Linked DNA regions of Mus musculus: regions 1, 2, 3, 4, 5 and 7 are each linked to region 6. The links are chromatin contacts, called in public ChIA-PET, Hi-C and HiChIP or PLAC-seq maps. All regions are on one chromosome and are shown on one strand. Each heading gives the region's core, a stretch centred on a gene start, on an enhancer-like site or on the middle of the called end of the contact. The rest is flanking DNA. Distances are from core to core; before and after follow the strand shown.

Evidence for each region. HiChIP or PLAC-seq counts read pairs in DNA pulled down with a chosen protein or histone mark. Hi-C and Micro-C count contacts between places; a contact is called where the count stands out from the background. ChIA-PET counts read pairs in DNA pulled down with a chosen protein or histone mark.
Region 1: a contact with region 6 is called in a Hi-C map of double positive thymocytes, with 1.6 times the contacts expected there. The contact joins two enhancer-like sites. A contact is called at or near these places in 1 of 484 Hi-C or Micro-C datasets (double positive thymocytes) and 3 of 115 datasets of contacts at active chromatin or transcription factors (bone marrow-derived macrophages, large pre-B cells and memory CD8 T cells).
Region 2: an RNA polymerase II ChIA-PET map of memory CD8 T cells shows a contact between it and region 6, with 57 read pairs. The contact joins two enhancer-like sites. A contact is called at or near these places in 1 of 15 datasets of contacts at CTCF or cohesin (CD8 T cells), 4 of 484 Hi-C or Micro-C datasets (B cells, the N1E-115 cell line, Th1 cells and 1 more) and 6 of 115 datasets of contacts at active chromatin or transcription factors (CD8 T cells, bone marrow-derived macrophages, effector CD8 T cells and 3 more).
Region 3: a CTCF HiChIP or PLAC-seq map of CD8 T cells shows a contact between it and region 6, with 7 read pairs. The contact joins two enhancer-like sites. A contact is called at or near these places in 1 of 15 datasets of contacts at CTCF or cohesin (CD8 T cells) and 2 of 115 datasets of contacts at active chromatin or transcription factors (CD8 T cells and pancreatic cancer cells).
Region 4: an RNA polymerase II ChIA-PET map of memory CD8 T cells shows a contact between it and region 6, with 98 read pairs. The contact joins two enhancer-like sites. A contact is called at or near these places in 1 of 15 datasets of contacts at CTCF or cohesin (large pre-B cells), 11 of 484 Hi-C or Micro-C datasets (B cells, CD4 T cells, LSK cells and 6 more) and 9 of 115 datasets of contacts at active chromatin or transcription factors (CD8 T cells, bone marrow-derived macrophages, effector CD8 T cells and 5 more).
Region 5: a BATF HiChIP or PLAC-seq map of CD8 T cells shows a contact between it and region 6, with 8 read pairs. The contact joins two enhancer-like sites. A contact is called at or near these places in 2 of 484 Hi-C or Micro-C datasets (bone marrow-derived macrophages and nephron progenitors) and 1 of 115 datasets of contacts at active chromatin or transcription factors (CD8 T cells).
Region 7: a contact with region 6 is called in a Hi-C map of CD8 T cells, with 2.8 times the contacts expected there. The contact joins two enhancer-like sites. A contact is called at or near these places in 2 of 484 Hi-C or Micro-C datasets (B cells and CD8 T cells) and 2 of 115 datasets of contacts at active chromatin or transcription factors (CD8 T cells and bone marrow-derived macrophages).

What each region holds. Positions count from the first base shown.
Region 1 is chr16:24,655,340-24,658,599 of GRCm38.p6, reverse strand. The region is part of intron 5 of Lpp (LIM domain containing preferred translocation partner in lipoma); the gene reads right to left. Among named protein-coding and RNA genes, the nearest start is that of Mir28a, 170 kb to the left of the region's middle. Within about 2 kb of position 1,614, at least 10 of the 459 cell types and tissues checked have an H3K27ac peak or open chromatin away from gene starts, as enhancers often do. A contact at or near this core is called in bone marrow-derived macrophages and double positive thymocytes, where this site is marked.
Region 2 is chr16:24,506,297-24,509,500 of GRCm38.p6, reverse strand. All of the region lies in intron 3 of Lpp (LIM domain containing preferred translocation partner in lipoma), which reads right to left. Among named protein-coding and RNA genes, the nearest start is that of Gm24440, 100 kb to the right of the region's middle. Within about 2 kb of position 1,445, at least 56 of the 459 cell types and tissues checked have an H3K27ac peak or open chromatin away from gene starts, as enhancers often do. A contact at or near this core is called in CD8 T cells, Th1 cells, memory CD8 T cells and 2 more, where this site is marked.
Region 3 is chr16:24,426,694-24,429,521 of GRCm38.p6, reverse strand. The region is part of intron 1 of Lpp (LIM domain containing preferred translocation partner in lipoma); the gene reads right to left. Among named protein-coding and RNA genes, the nearest start is that of Gm24440, 22 kb to the right of the region's middle. Within about 2 kb of position 1,256, at least 54 of the 459 cell types and tissues checked have an H3K27ac peak or open chromatin away from gene starts, as enhancers often do. A contact at or near this core is called in CD8 T cells and pancreatic cancer cells, where this site is marked.
Region 4 is chr16:24,627,640-24,630,791 of GRCm38.p6, reverse strand. The region is part of intron 5 of Lpp (LIM domain containing preferred translocation partner in lipoma); the gene reads right to left. Among named protein-coding and RNA genes, the nearest start is that of Mir28a, 200 kb to the left of the region's middle. Within about 2 kb of position 1,276, at least 111 of the 459 cell types and tissues checked have an H3K27ac peak or open chromatin away from gene starts, as enhancers often do. A contact at or near this core is called in B cells, CD8 T cells, Th1 cells and 7 more, where this site is marked.
Region 5 is chr16:24,601,928-24,605,028 of GRCm38.p6, reverse strand. The region is part of intron 4 of Lpp (LIM domain containing preferred translocation partner in lipoma); the gene reads right to left. Among named protein-coding and RNA genes, the nearest start is that of Gm24440, 200 kb to the right of the region's middle. Within about 2 kb of position 1,433, at least 38 of the 459 cell types and tissues checked have an H3K27ac peak or open chromatin away from gene starts, as enhancers often do. A contact at or near this core is called in CD8 T cells and bone marrow-derived macrophages, where this site is marked.
Region 6 is chr16:24,150,147-24,152,952 of GRCm38.p6, reverse strand. No RefSeq gene overlaps it. Among named protein-coding and RNA genes, the nearest start is that of Gm32126, 8.0 kb to the left of the region's middle. Within about 2 kb of position 1,407, at least 134 of the 459 cell types and tissues checked have an H3K27ac peak or open chromatin away from gene starts, as enhancers often do. A contact at or near this core is called in B cells, CD8 T cells, Th1 cells and 9 more, where this site is marked.
Region 7 is chr16:24,537,883-24,540,685 of GRCm38.p6, reverse strand. The region is part of intron 3 of Lpp (LIM domain containing preferred translocation partner in lipoma); the gene reads right to left. Among named protein-coding and RNA genes, the nearest start is that of Gm24440, 130 kb to the right of the region's middle. Within about 2 kb of position 1,470, at least 19 of the 459 cell types and tissues checked have an H3K27ac peak or open chromatin away from gene starts, as enhancers often do. A contact at or near this core is called in CD8 T cells, where this site is marked.

The sequences.
Region 1 (3,260 bases), core at 365-2,864, 510 kb before region 6:
ACAGACCAAGAAAATAAACCTTTCTCATCCATTGAATGACCTTCTCAGCCTTTTCAACTTATGAACACCTCTGTTCAAAACTGAAGCTAGGAATGTGTGGCTTCTCTAAGTAATGAAGCTTTTCCTCACTCTATCCAGCTCCTGTCTTTTAACTGACTAGGGGAGTTTGCCAGGCTCATCGATCCAGATACTCCTATGTGAATCTCGGTCTTCCCTCTCTCCCTCCCTCTTCTTTGTAACATGGTCTCCATCTTTGGGCTTGAACGTGTGATGTTCCTCCCTCAGTGCCCTGTGTGGACCGTTATGTTTCGTGAATCTCAGTCCAAGAAAGAAGTATATACATCAGTGTTTTCTTGAATCTCTTCTTTCAGACTTAATACCGTGTCTGGTTTCTAGGTCTGGCAGGATACTAGTAGCCTGGAAGACTCTTCTCAACGCCACATAACAGAACACACCAGATTTTGCAAGGTTCACAGAGTGTGGTGGCTCGTGAAATGAAGTTACATGGAGAGGGGACAGGATGTGACATGTGCACAATACCTAAGAATAGTCAGAGACCCACACAAAGACTGAGTGTCACAGAACCCTTAATATGCAGAGCCTGAATTCATGTTCTCCCTATGTGAGAACTCATTGGGGAATGTTCACTCTCAAGGCCATTCATGGCTAGTGCTGGCTGTCTTGTCTTCATTGTCATGAAAATAGCACCAATCCCTCTCCTGAAGAACCTACCTTCACCATGAATAAGGAGATAAGTGACACTGACTAAAGTTCTTTCAGTTGCTATCTGGGCAATCTAAAATGTGGGCGTGTAAACAAACATGGCAAGATATTAGAAAAATTAATATTCTATCCTTCAATCTTCATTTTCTTCACCTAACTAACTAAATTACTAATTGGGACTGTACTTAGAACTCTACCAGACAGTGTTATTTTTAAGAAAACACTAGGGTTAAGATAACTAATGAAAATGTGTCTGAGGTGATAGAGATGGGAATTACCCTGCTTTGCTCTTTCCCTCACACATGTATGGATCAAAAATACACATTCAACATCATCATATGAGGATTTATAAACACCATCCACCAACTGGAAATATCATGTGAAAATAAGCCGGTAAAGAGCTGTATGTGATCCTAGTAGGCAGGTCCCTTTACAAAATATGGCAAATGGTATGAAACCCTCAATTGTACTTATAGGTTTTAATTACGAAATAGTCACATTCAATAATTGAATAATGCTCCTCAGTATAGCACTGCTTACACAGTGACTGCAGTTGCTCCCACACTGGAAAGCCGGAGAGCCACCCAGCTGATGGTGTCTTCTGTTTCTGTCATCTATCATTTACTCAGTGCCCTCTGTGCACCAGTCATTTCTCTAGGCTCTGCCATATAAAGGTACAAACAGGTAAACGCACAAAACAAATGGAAATGTTGCCCCCTGTAAAACCTGCACTGGAGCAGGTAAAAAAGAATGATTAAGAAATAAACAGATAATATGAGTTGAATGTCAAGTAGCAATACATACGAGGAGAAATGGCAGAGGAAGGAAGGGGAATAGCTGGGATGGTAGCAGGGTGTTGCAGCTTTAAAGAACAGGATTGAGAAATACCTCACCAGGGTGGCATTTGGGCAAAAATGTAAATGGAGTAAGGGAGTGAGTCACAGAATATCTGGGGGCAGGAGAGGAAGAACCAGCAGATTACCAAGTAGAGGAGACGAAGGCCAGGCTCCGAAGGGTGCTTGCAGCACGGTGCTTTCTACATGGCTAGATGTTGCCAGAGGTTACCCAGAGCTCATGGCACAACAAACGCTGCTTTCTCTTTTCTCTGTTTATCTTTAATTCTATGCAATAAATATGAACTGTAACTTTGCCATTTTTAAGAATCAGAAGGAAGATACTTTGAAATGAATCGCAGAATCTCCTCAAAGCCAGAGTTTAATTTTAATGCATCCCTATATTTACCCAAGCTAAAATGTAATGTGCGGGCATCTTTCTAAATAACTCAGCTCAAAATGCTCTTTGAGATCCTCGGATTGAAAGCAAGAAGATTTATTATCTTTGAAAAAGATGACGTCTCCCCACTTTTAAATTGGACAGTCTCTCTCCATATTTAGCTAATACTGAACTTCTGGGACTACACTAACTTCATCAGAACTCTTCCTAAACTCACAGATAACCTCTCCACCCAGAGGTAGACCCTGCTGTACCATGGCTGATGGAGCATATCCCACATCTCTATCACATAGCACCGTGCTGTAAAGATTCCAGTTCTCAGGAGAAAACACAGAACAGATTCCACACGATCCACACGGTGAAGAAGAGCATGCTTCTGAGAAGTAGACTAGAGTCGCATGCACTCACAAATGTCCCAGGTGCTTCCTGTCTCACAAAAACAGAGCAACTGCGATCCAAACAGCCACCATGTCCATGAACATTAACAATAAAAGTAAACAGGACAGCAGGTTGAATTGGATGTGTTAGTCTTCTACCAGTTACTGAGACACCCTCAGCCCCAATACTAAAACGTGAACATTCTCAGTGTGAAAAGACGAAATAAAAATTTGAAAGTCGTTATGGATAAAAATCAACCCAACATCAAAAGACAAAAACAATAATGCAACAAGAAAAATCTTAATTTATAACTCAGAAACTGGCAAGTGAATATTACTGTGCTGAATGAATCTTGCCGAACTATCCCACCCATTTGAAGATGACCAGTAGTGGCCATGCCAGGCAGAATCTCTTCAAGGACAGCATGAAGCCTGCACGACAGCGGGTCCTCCACACAGTGCATCCATGGGTAACGAAGAGAGTTGTAGCTCTGTTGATCCTGTATTTGCCATCCTCACCAACAATGACCAGGTACTGAGAACCACAACTGCACAAATTCTGCTCCCAGTTTTACTACCTATCTATTGGTTTTCCCCAACTGGGCCAGGTAGGAGATAGCTGCAGCCCTACATCCTGTTTTTTGAATAATTTATCATGAGCTTATTTTTTACTGCATACTCCCTATAGTGAATGTAGAAATTGTACATACATATTTAATATAAACTCAAGTGAACTGTGAAATAATGTGATTGTCTATAGTCAAGTTTTGCCCATTCTAATTATTAATGTAAGGTATAGCAAAACTTGTACCTAGCAGACTAACATGAGTGGTCCAGGGGTTATGGTCCTGGTGACCAAGCAGCAGAGGACTTCAGTTTTAATGGCCCTGTCGGTTCTGTTTTTACTGCTGCTGTTGCTCTTGTTGC
Region 2 (3,204 bases), core at 196-2,695, 360 kb before region 6:
TCTCCAAACACGGCCCACCATTCCTAGTCCTCTGTGTGCTGAAACTCAAGGTGACGACTCCTCATTACCTTTGTCTTGCTTCTTGCCACAGAAACATCATGGGGATTGTCTTCCTTCCCCCACGTCCTCCCCTTCCCATTATCACACCCCCCTCCCCACAGAGGGAAGGTAAGAACTGTCTGTCAGAGCAGAAAGAGGCAGATTTGACAGCAACAAGAGCCATTTGTCAAACCATCTGGTTCTCTCTCCACCTGACAGGAAGGAGTGATGTGTTAGAAAGAGCAGAGAACAGAGTATTAAAGAGTTGGCTTCTAGTCTTGACTTTGCTATTTCCCCAACGTGTGACCTTGCTAGACCTCCACGTGTCAAATAGGAACCTTCTGCCACCCAGTAACTATGTCTCTGTGAGAAACACATATCCATGTGTTGCATTAAAAATTGGGTCAAGGGCCAAAGATATGGCTCAGCTGGTAAAGGCACTGGTCACCAAACCTGACCACAGGCTTCAATCCCCAAGACTCACACAGCAGAACAAACTCATATTCTCTCTCTCTCTCTCTCTCTCTCTCTCTCTCCCTCTCTCTCTCTCTCTCTCCTCCAACATCCACATATGTGCTCTAGCATACATGTGTATTTGTGTGTGTGTGTGTGTATGTGCGCATGCGTGTGGGGAGAGAGAGAGAGATTGTTTTTAAAATGGAGCTCTCAAGGTCATGGATCAATGGCAAGGAAAATATAGGAACCATGGTAGATTAAAGAGAGCGGAAAGCTGAATATCTTCAGCTCTAACTTACATGGTTCTCTTTCAACCAAATATCCCCATTATGGTACCAGCCTAAATTCAGGTACCGCAAGCACCAAGTACAAAGAGGCACACTTTCCAATTGCCCTCAAGTTTAGACTGATTTTCTTTTTTAGGATCAGCACATTTATTTATTCAAGGAGGAACCAAGGATATAAGTTTGTTTTTTTTTTGTTGTTTTTTTTTTTTTTTTGCTTCCAATTTTGTGTGTGAAAAAGCAAGACATGTATGTCAGTGCATAAGTCTTAGAAGTCAACTTCTGAGAGTTTGTTTTCTCCATCTACCATGTGGATTCTAAGGCTCACACTCAAGTCACTAGGCTTGATCCTCCATCTTTAACTGCTGAGTCATCTTAATGGCCCCTAGGTACCTATTTCAAATGGCCTGAGATCTAAAGGGTCCAATATTACTTTTAAACAAAAATGTTTCTTCTTGATTTCCACATCAACCCCATCATAGAGAAGGCGCACTCTAGAAGTGACCAGAGGCTCTCACCCATGCGCAGTGAGTGGGCACTAGGGTCAGGACAGGCAGCCTTGCCTTCTGACTGATTTTAGTGTGCTGCGAAGCACACCACAGGGTCACAGTGTGTTGACTCATTCAAACCTGAATAGCCAAGACACAAGTCACAGCCACACATGGGGCGGGGAAGAGAGCCTCACATCTGAAGCAGCACCAATCAGAGATTTCTCACAACAGTCTCAAGGACACAGGAGCTAAACAGCCCTGAAACCTCTGTCTTCCTCTGTGAAAGATCTACGCCCAGGAAAAGCAGGTTCATAGCAAGAAGCTATGTCCTCTGCCCCAGATACTCTCTCCCCTTCCTCTTCTGACCAGTGAGTCCTTGTGGCCACAAGCAGCAAGCATGGGAGAAGTTCCACCAATAAAAAGAGCTCAATAAAGCTCACGGGTCTCTCCAGCTGACTCCCTCATGCAGGCACAGCTGAGCTTATTAAGTAATAATAATAATAATAATAATCAGAGAATACTGGCAGCCGGCCTTTGCAAAGGGCAGAGGAGAGCCCCTGGGGTAGATGCTCACTGGGTGAGTAGCTTCAACCACCACAATCTAAAACAACTTCCATGTATGTCCAGGCATGTATGCATACATGCTGGAGCTCAGATACACACAGATCTTGAACAAAGGGGGACTATGAGGTCCCTGCCACATTTTATAGATATATATCCACAACTTCCACGTGCTGGTCAGTTCTTTATTTCTACAATTCACATAGGAGAAGAGAATTCAAGTCCATGATCTCCTCCATTTCGTTACCCTATGATCCACACTAAGTGTGCAAAACACTGTCAGAACAATCTTTCACATGGAAACCATTCTCCTCCAAGTTACAGGAAATAAATGTACTTGTCCAATTCCCACAGGTCCTGAGACCCACACCCAGGCCCCCGGCTGCACAGCACTGGGGTTTTGCTTCATTTAGTGTGCTCGGTTTTATTTTTTCCATTTGATTATCCTCCCTCTAAATTACCAGTTGTTGCCCTGTTGCAGTAAACAACCAGAGCAGAAAGTCAGCTCTGAACTGAGACAGCTCCCCACAGAGGAACAACTCAATTCATACTTCGAGGAATAGTTTCTGGGAAAGCAGAGGAGGTGATGCTATCAAATACTGAAACTTAGAACTCCTACTCACTAGCTGCCTGGGGTGCAGGAAATGGGGCAGAGGCCCTCTCCCTCCCTGTTCCTGCTGCCCGTTTCTGTCACTCATAGTCATTACCAGACTGAACTCTTTAGTCAAATGAAAGCTTTTTCCTAGCTTTCTGGCCTTGGGTAAGTCCCTGAAGCCACTGGCCCCGTTACTCACACACACTTAGGAACAGCTATGCAAACACGCATGTGGGGCTGACTAGAAAGTAGCCCTGCCTTCCTTGCCCTACACAATACTACAACATGCTGCAGGTCTACAATGGCTCAGCTCTATCACAAACTCAGACTTCAAACATCAAACTCTCCGTGGGTCTCTCTTCTACCCACCCTTCCTACCAGCCGCCATCTGCTATAACTCCAGACCAAGCCCACTCACCTCTGCCAATAGTGAAAAAGAACCCACCTCTCCATCACCATCATCAACTTTCCCCTGCACCCTATGGGGTAAGATTCCACCAGGTATTCAATAGCTCTGCATCAACAAGATCTTAAAAAACAAAAACAAAAACAGAAACCTCCACTAAGTGGCTGCCCTTCACTGTGCATGCAACAACTCCAGTACCAGGCTGGTACCAAGGTCTGGATTAGAAAGAAAAGCCAGGACAAAGCAAGGCAATGTGGACACCAAGGAGTACTGCAGCCAGCACCTATGAGCGTGCCACCCAATAAGCAGGCCACCATCCACAGAGGCTGGCCTTCGGGCAGGTCATGCACTAAACACTATCTTGGGTCCTTA
Region 3 (2,828 bases), core at 7-2,506, 280 kb before region 6:
CTCAGCACTGAGCTCCATGGCTTCTGCAGCCCAGTGCATCTCCATGCACTATCTCAGAGCAGAAAGTGAAAACACAACATGCTGCTGTCACTACCTGGCTCCTAAAACTGCTGCTCCCTCTGGCTTAGGATGCTCACTATAACTGAAATATGTATTTCTTTACCTGGTTCCTATCTATCGGTACCCATAAACTTGAAGCACTGTGAAGCTCTGGGCTCTAGCTGCCCTCATTCTGCCCAGATCCTAGACTAGAGCAGGGCACAATCCTCTCAAGCCAACATCAATCCCCTCCTCCATTACCTAAGTCGAGGAAACACAAATAACCAGATCTCTGCTGTCTGAGCCTCATTCTCTTTAACATCCAGGGCCCCACGGCAATCGAGAGAAGCAAGATCCCATGAACCCAAGTCCACGTAAGAGCATTCCTCAGTACAATCTGCCTCTCCCTTTCTCTACCAGGCCCCCAGCATCCCCAAAGGGCTCCTTCCAGCAATCCACTCCCTGCCTGCCACAAGTCTGCCCTTCTCCGCTTCCCACCATCACTCCATCCTGCCTTTCTGAGGCAGGTGTCTACAGAGGGCAGAGCTCACAGCTGGAGTTAGCCACAGTCTCCTGTCTGCCTAGCGCTGACCTACTTCCCAGCCAGACTAAGGCAGGTGCCCTGCTCCTGACTCAGCGAGCTCTCTTTTGCTTACTTTTTACCTCCAGGTTATCTTGGACATGGGACCTAATGCAGAGCCACAAAGCAGTAAAAATCAGAGCAGAGGAGTCACCAGCAGACTACCAAACGTCACCATCTTATTTCTCGGCTGTCAAGTGTGTGATCCAGAAAGTACAGGTGCCTTGGTCAAAAGTAAGCCTCAAATGTCCCAAGATTAAAAACAACAGCAATCAAGAAAGAGCCCTGCCACTTCCTCTCATCTAGGAAACAATTCCTTGTGTCTCAGATTAAAGTCCTCTGAGGCCATCCCTCTCCATTAGTGAAACATTTGCCCAATTTCCATCTTCATAAAGTACAGTTCGCATGGAGAAAGTATACTGCCCGTTTTACTGTTGGGAGAGGTGGTATGGGAAGAGAGAATAGAGACAGAGCCACCTGAGGTCCAGCGCTGGCTCTGCTCCTCCCACTAACCCTGAGTGAGTACCTCTCCCACCCTGGCCCTTCCTCTCATGTTGGACCACACCATCTGCAAGCAATTAGACTTCAGCTCCGTGTGTCTCATCAGCACCTCCAATGCAGCATTATCGCCCAGTATCCAGAGTTACTAGACTGTGAGTCACTAAGCTCTGAGTTTTCCCACAGTGCAATGGGGTATACGTCCAGTGGTGCATGTTCAATGTTCATTAATGAGTTAACACAGTCACATCTTTCTACAGTGAAGTCATTCAGATATCTTTGGTAACCAAACTGTAAAAGTTGCCTGACTACATTTCATATGTAACAGAACACTAAGCCTCCTTAATATACGAAAACATGATGCTTCCTGGGCCTATAGCTTTCTTAACAGCAATCCATTTTCTCTAATAGCTTGCCAGTCCTTAAGTCCCTTCCTGCTATACCAAGTACATAAGCAGTTCTAAACTGTGTAGAGTGTTCTGAGGAGAATTCCTCTTTGCTTTTTAAGAAAGACTCTCATGTTTTCAGAAGTCAGTGGGAAAGAATTCTAGTAATTACCGGTGGTGATCCAGTTAGAGGTGTCGATGTGATGCAATTGACCACAAAACCGAGGGGGAAAGAATATTCTGGGCCTAATTCCTAGCACATGAACTTCTAGGCAACACCAAGAACAATATGTCATATGTATGTTCTTGAGGCCACCAAGAGATGCTGTCTTTCTTCCAGATCCTACTGCCCCTTTCAAAAACAGAATCCTTAAATAAGAGGTGCCACATCACCCACTACAACCCAGCACAAGCACTGTGCATTAGGGTGGTACCCAGACATAATGGCACCTTCATGAAATAAAGCAAAGACAGAGGATCTCAGCATAGAGATGTCCATAACAGTGTGCTTAATCATCAACAACCGCTATCCAACAATGTGCAAGCAGCAACACACCCATCCACACAGTGTGGCGGGAGAAGGGACAATATAGATTCCATGAGAACTGTAAGTTAAGTAAGCAGAAGTGAGCAGCAGATGAAGCTGCTTAATAAAACCCGGTTTAAGAAAAAGTTAGTGAACACTACTTTAGCATAATCTTCCTTTGAAAAAGTGATGATACAACTCAAGATTGCCAGAAGGCTACCCCAGTGATAGTCTAGAAAATAAGACAATGGCGTTTAGATAAAAGGAGATGTTGTGGTATGTGCAGTACCCTTGCTGGTTAAGGTAAGCCTGGTTGTCTTGGGTTTTTTTTTTTTTTTTTCCCTTATTGGAAAAAGGAGAAGTCATACCGCTACTTCCTCCAAATTGAAACATTCCCTACTGGAAGGAAAACAGAAGTTCTTAAAACTCAGGAAAACCAAGGACTCACAAGACTCAGGGAAACGTACAAGGCTCTAAAATCTCAGAAACTATTAGCAGATTCAGGAAGCCACTGACAAGAGTAAACAGTGAACAATCCCTGGAGACTAGGAGACTGTGGAAGTGATACCTACAAGCTGGCAGGAAGCTCCAGGTCTAAGGTTTGGCGAGCTTTCTCGTGGTGCAGGGAGAGGAAAGCAGGTACACTTAAGTCCCATCAGTAAACTGACGACTTCTCCCATCTAGCGTTGGGTGGAATTATGACTTTGGTATGCCGTCAGCACAATCTGAAGTGACAGACATCTGTGCACATCTCCCCAAGAAACGGCACACAACACGAGAAAATCAGAATCAGTGGGGG
Region 4 (3,152 bases), core at 27-2,526, 480 kb before region 6:
GGGTAAGAACAGCAGTCAGCAGTACCAGATAAATGTCTGACTTTAATGAGAGCATGAATTGATATCTAGGGAATATGATAGCATAATTCTTACTTAATGTTTTGTCAGCAATCATATAAAAATATGAGATGTATGTAACTGAAACAGCATATTTACATCTGGTTTCCTATATAAAGAAAGCTGACAGGAACTCCTAGACTGTATGGCTCTTCTTTATCCATCATAAAAGACTGGAAGAAAATCCTAGAAGGAAATGCTATGTGGCTACTTTATAAGTAGCAGAAAGATCATTTATTTATGATAACATTTAGTAAGTGCTTACTAAGTACCAGGCACTATTAAAAGAGTTTTTAAATATAATACCTAGCCTTCAAAATAAGCAGGAACTGTTCCTCTACCCTTTCCTACACCAGAGATCCAGAGAAGTTCACTCACTGGTCAAATAACCACATAGTTAGCATTTCTCAAACAGTGAACAGCTACTATTTATCCCATACTGTACCAGGAAAATAGAAAGGCAGTGAAGAGTAATGTCAAAAGGAAGACATTTATAATTCAGAAAAAATTCACAGTCAGATACCTAAAAAATCAGCTAAGGAAGAATATAAATTATAAGGCAAAGTGGAAAATACAAATCCTACAGAAAACACATGGTTAAACTCCATTTCTGTTTTTAAAAGAATGAATTTCTAGACAAAATTGGGGTTGAACAACGTATGGAATTAAAATGACTAAGCTTACTCTACGCAGCCTTGATCCACATCAGCTGAGGCTAGACATCCTTAGGATGAGCTCACAGTCTGAAGTCCTTGGACATGACAGGTAACTGTGTAATAGCAGTCACAGTCATGGGAATGGAAGCTTCCTTAGAGCAGGTCCCAAGTTCATGAGGAGAACTGAGCAAAACCTCAGAGACGCCAAGACACATGGAGAGAATTAATGTGTGGATGGCCCCATCCAGTCATTGCCGAGTGAGCAGAGGGGTGACAGTGGGACTCTAAGCTGGCACACACCTCATGTGCACTGAAATTCTGACCCCCAGACAGTAACTGCTGAAGCCCCTGCCCTGAGCTGTAACTGTGCAAGGATGTGTTCCTGGAATGTTTGCTCAACATCAGCAGGTCAGAGAACTCCTACCAGAGACCATATCACTGATCTAGCGTGGCAAGGATTTCACGAACACTGAGAAGCAAAACCTGAACTTTTGTACAATCCCCACCATCACAGGAAGCACACAGTCGACCACAAATACTGTATTTTCTAGAACTTTCTTAAGAACTATAAAGTAACCCATTTGCAGAAGTTGTTGATTTTGTGCATGGGGACTGCACTGTTTGTGAGATTGAGGAAGCAAACGAAGGCTGATTTCCTGGGGTGAGTCACGGCCGTAACCCCCTTTTACTGTATTAATAGAACGGGGGGGGGGGGGGAATTTTCCAGGAAACATGTATTACCACAAAGACCAAAATAGAAAAAGGTGGCGGGTGACTTAATCACTAAACAGAGAAGAGTAGTCCCCTATCTTTATCAGAACAAGAAAACAATAAATCAAACCAACACATTTTGAAATGTGTTAACATCTTCACAGTTCCAGAGCTCTGTTTTAATATCACACAAGATTTTGTATTAGCAGAAATTCCATGAAAACTCTAGGCTGATTACAGATGAACAAAATTTCTGAAGAATTAAGTAGACTCTCTTGAAATAGTCAAACATCCACTTGTTCCTTTGAGCCTGAAATTAACAATGTATACCAACTGTGTGCCAGACTCCTGTCTTCAAGAACCAAATAGCTGATGAGAAAGTCACAGCCCTAATGAAGTCCAGTCTCTGCTGCCTGCCATAGCAACTCTTTTCATCCTGCTTCTGGAGGATTCCACAATGACAGCTCAAACACTAGTTCTGATCTCAGCCTCAGGATCAGAACTGTGTTGACTCTCATGAACATGGACACCTACAAGACTCCACTCTGGCTCCTGTCTTTCCTTGCCTCATATCGGGAAGAAAGCACTGTGGCCATGACAAGGGTAGATCAGCATCAAGTGAAAGACACTAACAAAACAATTTCTTAAAATTAACGTGACAACTGAGAGAGGAGGATCAGGAATGATATCTAGAACATGGTTAATACTAAAAAATCTTTACTATAGGTCATGTTACTATTATTAAAACAGTGATGACAAGAAGGAGAGGCTCAGTTTGTCACAGGGACAGAAGCAACTGTAAGGACATGCGTTCAGCTACCCTTTGTCTATGTCCTCACTTAGGATCCATCACATATCACAATGAAACTATGTGAGACACAAGAACACAAGTAGTGTGGTTTTCCTTTGGTTTATTTATGCAGGGTAGGATTTGAACCCACCACCTTAACAGTTGTTTGGCAAACCTTCTACTACTGAGCTATACACTCCCAGCCCCACACAGGATAATATACCAGGAACTGTCAGTAGACTACACCTGAACTCATGTGTCCATTGTTCAAGATCAGTGGGTATGGCTAGGAGAAAAATCTGTGCAACCATCTCTACCTCCTCCAGTACATAAAACCCTCTTATCTAATCAGTTCTAAATATCCTTCCAGAGCTGCCCGGGTTCAGTTCAGGGAAGCAGGCAGTAAATATCTGAATCCTCCAGCACGTTTCCCCATACAGTTATATCTATGAAGACCTTGACTGTAGGGACTATAGGAAAGACACATGACCAGTAACAAGGCAATGGGAATTCAAATTATTTTGTCACTTCGAATACTTTAATAAGCCACTGCTAGAAATGTTGGGCTAGATTCTTATACTATCACATTTAATGAAAACATAAACTTATGTCAGTCCTTAGTTAATGAACAATACAGAGTGACCTGGGGATGAAGAATTGATGCAGAATTAAGTGTTCTTACTGTTCTGCGGGGAAGACCACGTTTGGTGCCCATCACGCACATAAGATGGCTCAAACTGCTTGTAGCCCTAATTCTAGGAGATCCTAGACTTCCTTCTGGACTCTGAGGGAACAGCACTCGCAGCTGCATACAGTTAAAATAAATATGCCTTTAAGAAAACTATACGCCTGTATTGATGAGCAAAGAATTATAAAAAAAAAAATAGGAGCTGACAAATTACAAAATAGAGGTTTGGGGTTACTAAGTAAATTTGCTT
Region 5 (3,101 bases), core at 184-2,683, 450 kb before region 6:
GTGATAGCATTTATATCTTCCAGAAAATTCATTTTCTGCACAAGATTTTACCCATTCTCACAAGCTATCCCTTAGTTACAAATAATTTCTTATCCATAATGCATCCTTTATGTCCTGGGGATTACTTCCAGCTAGGTCTTCAGGATGTAAAGGATGCTTTTAATCCTTTGCTCAGCTGCAAACCCTGCTCAACACCAGCACATTACCCTGCTGCACACAATGGTCAGGTGATCAGCTACATGCATGCTCCCCAAAGTAAACTCCCCAATCCTGGAGAACACAACTCCTTACCATATTATAACGCCAAGGTCTAGTTCATGATAAGAACTCAATGAAAACACTTATTAACTTAAGGATCAAATAAACTTATATGTCTGTTACTAGTTCTCTAGATGAATTAGATTCCCCTCCTTCACTCAAAAAGTATAGTCTGGGGGAGTTACATTCATCTAAATGCAAGGAAGGAGAGTAGCCTAGAAAAGATGCTATACTGAGAAACTGGAGGAGCTGTCAAAGAACTAGTGCAGGCTGGGAGAGGCAGCTCCCATCGGGACTTAGAAGGCTATGCAGTTGTGAAATATAACATGAGGGAGAACAATGACAAGAATTAACAACACAGGGGCTGAGGGGATGGCTCAGTGGGAAATGTACTTGCCATGCACATGTAAGGACCCAAGTTCAAATTCCCAGACTACACATAAGCCAGGAAACGATAGTGTGTGACTGTGATCTCAGTGTTACTACAGTGAGATGGCAGATAGGGACAGCATTGTCCCCAGGAGATCTAAGATATTCCTCACAGTGGGGAAAAAAATGATACTGCCTCAAAGAGGGAAACTGACACCCGAAAGTTCTCCTCTTACCTAACCCAACACACATATACACTTATAGACATAAGGATGGACAGGGAGAGAATAAAGGGTAGAGGGAAGGACGAAGGAAGGAGGAAAGGGGAGGAAGGGAGGGAGGGAGGGAAGGACGAAGGGAGAGAGAGAAGAAAAGTGAAACAAATCAAAGCATATTGAGGGACATAGGGATATTAGTTCATGCAAGATGGATCCAAGAAAATAATAAATCCAACAGTATGAACATGGAGTCCCTCTGGCCCTAATTTGAATCTCAGTTAAATTAGAGTGACTTTTAACACAAAAATATATATATCTAAAGTTGGACAACTGAACATCTGTAAATTACAAAACCACTCCTATGGTTTATGGTTGTTTTCTACGTCTAAATCTTAAACTTGTTTCTGATAAAAGAGTCTGAGAAATGCATGAACTGACAAAAACCAGTCAAGACCCCTCCTTAGCTTCTCAGAGACAGGCCCAGTGAAAGTACAAGCAGGCAGGGTAAGAGTGGGCTTTGCTGTACCTTCCAACCCTGGTCTTACTTCCTCTGCCCTGAGGTAAGTTTCACTCTAGGCTTAGAACCTCTGAAGCAAGAAGTGAAAGAGAGGATCCTTCCCCAGTCCTCTCCTGACACTGAAAATGAAGCCACAGCACCCAGAGATAGCAAGCAGAAGAAACAGCCCTGATCCCAGCAACACGCCTGCTGCTAAAAAGTTAGAGACTGTGCCCCGCCCCATCCCTCCAAGGTCTGGGCTACATGCAAAGCAAGTACAGTGAGCCGACATGGTTTCACTGATCATATTCTCTAAGGCTCGCTGTCATCTCTCCCCAGCAATTATAGGAACAGCAAAGCCACAGATTAACAAGAAATACCAAGTGTTTCCTGAGGGCTGTCTGACTGTTTGTGACGAGATTGTTGTAATGCCCACGGACTCATCACACTGCTATCTGGGGATCTATTACCATGACCTGCAGGTCAAAATCAAGAACATAAGCCTGGGGTCAGGGAACGACTTCAGTGGCAGAACATTTGAATTGTAGTTGCAAGGCCTTGAATTCAATACCTAGACCCATAACCCCAACAAACACACACACACACACACACACACACACACACACACACACACATACGTACACACAAAGTAAGGTTCTAAGGAGTTACACAGATTGATTAAGATAACCCGCTAACAAATTGCAAACCTAAAAAAAGCTTGAATGTGTTTTCTTTGCTGTCCTCTATCTTTGTGAAATGAGTGGTTTGGAATCTTGGCACCTCCATACTTACCAAGGATTGCAGTGATTATAAAACATTCTTTCTCTCATACTCCACAATCATAGGCTGATGAAGACAATATTCAACACATCCCAGCCATAGAGAAGGCAAGGTATTCAAAGGAGCAAACTGATGATCGGCCCCTTCCCTGTCGAGGAAGGAGACCTGAGGGCCAGCGGATGCTGAGGAAGCCTTAGCTTGCGTATATAAATGCCAACTCACTGGTATTTGTGAACAGAAAGAACTGATATTTGATCAGATTTCCCTTTTTCTTTTCTCCAAATTAACATGCAATTCTATAAGCATTTCTAAGATTACTGAAGACCAACCACCTGCTATATGGCCTTATGCAACATCTGGTGCTATAAGCATCAAATTGTGGGTTCTAAAACGACCTCCAAGCTAAGCTTGTGTGGGATCTCCCTGATTATTTACCTTGCACTGGTGGGGATTCAAAGGTTCTAGTGTTTGGCAAGCTAGCACTAGACCACTAAGACATAGGCCAAGACTCTTTGTATAGACGTTCTGACTCCAGAGAGGAGAGTAAGTGGTATAAAACGTTCACATTAATCTCTAATTTGCATAGCTCCTCAGTAACTGCTCTGTCAATGTGTGCTCAGCAAGCTGATGAGATTAAGGGGGAGAACAGAAATTAATACTCACTAATTTAATGGTGTAGGAACTGACAAGCTGCAGCTGAGACAGCAAAAGTGCATGGCGGACTCAGTTGAACATTCATGTCTATCACCAACAGACTCTTTATTTGAACAAGCATTAAGACTTAAACAATGCATTCCTGTTTAAACCATGAAGGTTTTTCTGAGACTGGCCTCCCCATGAAAATGTCAGTGCCTTGCTAGAATTACCAAACCCCTGCTGTAAGATTCTTGTTAGCATTATTGATTATACAAACACTGGATTTCATTATGATAAGTTCATACATTTTATATATACTCTGAACATATTCAATCCTCCTGTTA
Region 6 (2,806 bases), core at 158-2,657:
ACTGGGCTTGAAGGACCACACTGCATGGCCTAGCATGTGAAACACCAGCAGAGGGTAGGGTTGGGGATTTGTAGGGCTGGGGTGGTCATAAAACCTTTGTCAGAATTTGTCCTGCTCCCTTGAGAGACCAATGGGATCATCAAGGATGTCTCTACTGCCCATCGTAATAACACTACAGGATGCTTATCTTTCATGGTCTAGGACCAAGTTGGAGGACTAATATATATCTGTAGTCCCCTCTCTCGTAGACCTATGAAGTCTTATTGATAATGGTGCTTTCCTCTTACTTATTTTACCATGGAAGTCAGGTGGCTGTTTTTGCCTAACAGTACTGCCATCCTGGGCACTCAGGCTGCAGAGCAAATACTTTGAATTCAGCAGTTACTCATGCACAGAGTGCTGGAAATGCAAGCAGCACTAAATTTAATAGCATTTCTTCATCTTTAGAGTAATGAAAACTGAGGCCTAGAGGGGTTGTGTAAATGTAATTATCCATTAGCCATTAACCTTGACCTGCATGATCTTAAGACTTAAAAGGTCAACAGATGTCTAGAGCTTTAGATTGTGGGCTACAGTGCACTAAAGAATTATACATAAGGTTTGATGGAAGTTACCGGAAGACTGGACTTGGGAACCATATCACTGAGGTGTAGATTTCTCACTGTTACTGCGCAGGCCCATCTTTCCACTCTCAGTAGCTCTGGGTCCTGTCATCTCTAAAGTGTGGAGGGTAAGGCTTGTATGACTGATCTCAGAAGTTCTGGTAAGCATCAGGAGAGAGAAAGGATGTGAAAGTTGTTTGTACTTGCTATGTAAGTGCAGGAATCCTTCTTCCTGCTAACAGGTTGATGCTGCAGGCAGAGCTCAGAGGATGTGTCTGTTTTCAGTGGCCTCTCTCCTCCTGAGGGTACTTTGCATGAATCTGTCCGCAGCGTTCATCTTTTAACCGCTGTCACGAGCTAACAAGGTGTCAGTCACTCTCACCGAGCCACTTATCGTATGGCATGGGATAACCGAACCTACAGCCACACTCACAAAGAGCTGAGGTGACCACTGAGGGAAGAGGGAAGTTCTGAGCTTAGCCATGCTCTCAAGAGATATTTAGATATTTGACTCATTATTATATATATATATCCAACACACCTTCCACAGTCTGTGCTGTTTACACTGAAAGCGAAAAAGTTGAAAGGGAAGAATCCTGCAATAACACAGCAAAAGAAACGGGGGCGTGAGGGGAGACAAGGACAGGGCTGATGAAGCCTCGGCATCTTATCTCTGGACTATAATTGACGATCTGAATGTTAGTATGAGATCTAAAGTGAAATGAATCGGTGGTTTCAGTTCCGGATATGGTATGCAAAGAAAAAAAAAAAAAAAAAACCTTGCTCTTTGAAATTCAGCACTTCCTTGTCTGTGCTTCAGGAAGCCACACGCCTGGTGTTGAGTGTGGAAACTGACTCATATCTGGCCCTTTGAGATTAGCCTCTCCAGCCCCCCCCCCCCCAGACTGTGGGCAGGATCTGGGGCCTAATGGGAAACCAGAATGGGGTCTGGCCTAATCTGGATCAGACACAACATCATTGGTACACATGCCTTTCAAGGTCCTTCCACATGGTTCTAGAGGCAGTGGCTCTTCTGGGCCATCCCCAGAGCATTGACGGTGCACTTGGCAGTGGGTAAGTGACCTGAGATGGAAGGAAACAGAATCACAAATGCAGTGCCTCCCAGCACTGTACTGTCATGTTAAAGGAAACCAGAGAACTGAGCCACTTGGTGGAAGTGCCTGGCCCTGAGATCTTATCATGTGCCTTCCCACCAAAAAGCCTCAACAATTAACAGCCATTTTCCCCTTTGACTGTCCCAACAAGCTTCTGTATGATAGTTAGGGGTTAGGGACAGGGAGAAGTAATTTGCACTTATTTAGAGTTTATTGAGAAGGAAGAAGCTTATCAGAGACTATAGCATGAAACCCTGGGCAGGTGGCAGGGAGCTCGGGTCTCCTGCACTCAGCCATAAGTGGTTTCCAGGCATTTTACAGACCGTCTCAAGACGGGAAAGGCCCACTAAAACAGCATATCTGTTTGGTTCTAGTTTTCATGTTCAAAAATATCTTGCCCAGGAGGAGGGTGAAGGTGCTGGCTTAAAAGAGAAGTCAATGGGAGACAGAGTGCAGAGAGAAAGAACCAACAGAACCCAGCTCAGCAGTAGAAGGTCCAAGGTCCTTTTTGACCTTTGGCTAGACACTTAATCTCTCTGACCTTCCCTGACCCCATCAGTACAGTGCAATTGCTACTTACAAAATGAGATCATGCATGGGGAAGTATTTGTTTTATGGATGGAAAGCGCCATGCAAAGATTCATCATTAGTCTTTTGAATATTAATGGTTAACCTGTGTTGCAAATGAAGGTATAGCCACCACCCCAGAATGAGGACTGATCTTCCCACCTTTCTTTCCTAAGACAGATCAGTCTGCACTTTTTTTTTTTTTTTTTTTTTACCTACATGCTCCTTACTTCCAAAATGGGTATCCTGATCAGAAAAGCAGAGTGAGAAGATTAAGACCTTGTCCCGGAAGATGAGAAGAGTTAGAAGAAGAAAATCCACAATAAGAATAATTTTAATGAGGCACGTAGCATGTGTTTGAGATCCTTGGCAGCTCAAACAAAAGAAATGGGGGACGGATCGCATTATGCAGCTGCCTTTATCCACTAAAGAAAGAGCAGTTATGAATCAGGGTCAGCCAACTCCTTCCTAGTCATAAGCATGCCAAGAAACATGCATTCTTGGTGAAGGGCTATCAAAGTT
Region 7 (2,803 bases), core at 221-2,720, 390 kb before region 6:
TGGAGGGATGGCCTCTGAACAAGACCACACTGTGTCTGGTTTCAGGGTACCCTTAGCTGAATCACAACTCTTGAATTCACTGACAAAAAATTATATTACAGAAAACTTGGTCCCTCACCAAGTTCTAGGCTGCACACTACATGATAAAGAGGTACATAATGAAAAGTTGAGAATCTCTAATCCAGAGAACACTTGGCTCATTATAAAGTATAATAAAAATAAAATAACAGCCGGATGGTGGTGGCGCACGCCTTTAATCCCAGCACTTGGGAGGCAGAGACAGGTGGATTTCTGAGTTCGAGGCCAGCCATCGAAACATCGGTTTCGTCTGAGATGAAGCTGGTTCTTCCACTATTGCCCTACATCCTCCGACAGATAGGTACATGAAAGGCTCACAACACGGGAGAACCGAGGATAATCTAGACTGGAGGCTTTAGATAGAACGTCTGAGCAGAGGTGAGAGCTTACATGTGCACGCAGCATCCTTTTCTTTCTCCTTCCCACGGAGGGGTGGGAGGCTCTGTATTTTGAAAGACTCTTTATCAGGAGCTGGGTTGACAGGGACACCTGATGAGAATAGTAATTAAATCAAGAAGTAAAGAAACACTTGCATCTATGTTCTTTATTTTTGGTAGCTGTCTTTTGAAAAATGAGTTACCTTCTCTTTCCCAGCAAATATGGGGTAGCTTCACAAAATATTCTCCTTTTCAAAGTATTTTAGTTTATCAACAACCCAGCTGGATACCTTGAATGCATGTGTGGACTTCTGGGCAGTGCCGAGGATATTAGCAAGAGAAAAGTCTCAGTCTCTTCTTTCAAAAAGCCAAAATCTGATCCTGTGGCCAAGCACAAAATGTTGTGATTTTTTTTTAAGTCAGCAAGTTATGTTCTCAATTATGAAAATACCAAATGCCAGATTCTTCTCCAGTCCAAGCAATAATATGAAAGCAGCCAATTCTCCTAAATCAGAATATTTTTAATGAAAATTATGACTGTTGGAGCTTTCCCTTCCAATGCCAATATTATTAGAACTCAGAATAAGAACACAGGTCACTTTCCTGTTCTCTGTAATTCTCCCCAGGCTCGGACCAAACACTGTTCAACAGACACAGAGCACAAGCCATACCCATGATTTTGAAATCTCTAGTAACTTTTAAAAATGTTAAAATTTTACTTCAAAAATATATCCAAAATATCATCCTTTAAACACGTAGCACTAGCCAGGTTTCAAGGACTCGAGAAGAGCAATGGCAACAGTGGCTGTTACACTGGACAACACATCTCCAACTCTCTACTGCCTGCCCCGTCCCAGCCTACAAGCAGAGCACAGCATCTGTTGAAGATGAAGAGATAAATTTTATAATTGTTCTCACAATTCAGACATAGTTTCTCTCATTGTACACCTTAGGACCAAAAGCCTGCAAGGCATTGTGATGGCAAATTGTCATGGTTACAAAATTGTTCCATGCCACATGAAAAGATGAGGAAAGCAAACAAGACCAAGGGGTAGAGACGAAGAGGCAGTCAACCCACAGATGCAGATAGCATCGTGCTTGAGACTTGGGTTTTTACCCTGAGGCCTTTTGTGGCTTGAAACCATGTTATTGATCTAGCTCTAATCGCTACTCTTTCTTCTTGCCAAGCCTCTGTGCATCCTTGGAAAACAGCACCAAGTAGGAAAAGTTCAACAACATTATGAAGGCTCAATGCATAAAGATACTTAAAGCATTGTGAAAACCTCTTTTATCCATTTTATCTGGGGACCCTGAATAAAGAAATTTCTATGCCCTTGTCCAAACAGCATTCTCTCCATCACCCTCCATCATGTCTTCCTGTTCCATGGGATGAATGGTGGACATCCATTAAGCCATAAATACCAAGGAGTTGATAGTTGCAGAAGTCAGTGTGAAAGAGAGATGCCTTTCACTACTTCTTATATTCTCTACTATATGCCTTTCCACTGGAGACTCTTTTTTTTTTGTTTTTTGTTTTTTGTTTTTTGTTTTTTGTTTTTTTTACCAGACTCCAGTCCCTGTGTTATTTACTAAGTAGGTGCACACAAACTCAAGACTAAAATTGATCTCATCCATCAAATGGGCTCAGGATTGAGGCCATAAGCACAAAGCTTCAACATGCTTTTTAGATATGAATCATATACTCTATTAAGGTTGGCAAGCCATGTGCTTTTGATGTTGGGAAGCCATGTGCTTCTGAGTCTTGGCTCTCCATTATGAGTCAGTATGAACACTAGCCCATAATTTGCAAAGGTGTCAAAATGTTAACAGTACAAGAGTCTTTCACTTTACTATAAAATAAAACAAAGCAAACATGGTCACCCCTAAGGTTAATACCACCAGTCATAGGTCTCATTGAACCCATAGACTCACTGACATGAAACAATAAAAAAAAAAAATCTTTTACTCAAAAATAGACAACTCATCTAATCATGAGAAAGCATTAAGCAAACAATAATCAGTAGATTCTATGATGTGCCAGGCCTTGAAACAAGGCACTTTTCATGTATAAAGGTCATAAAACATGGGAAAAGTCTGTACTAAGTTAAAGACATGAGGAGAAAGTACAGAAGAAAATTCCTAATTGAATCCTATTGCACAAAATGCACTAGTGAATAAGAACAAAATTTGTAGTCACAATAGTCATGCTTCCCCATGTCAATTTCTGAGCTCCAATAAGCAAACCTTACTCATGTGAGTTAGTAACATGAGAGAAAGCTAGGGAGGTACATACTGTTCTGTGTCTACAACTCATCAGCACCAACAGGGAAATGTGGCGGAACACACTC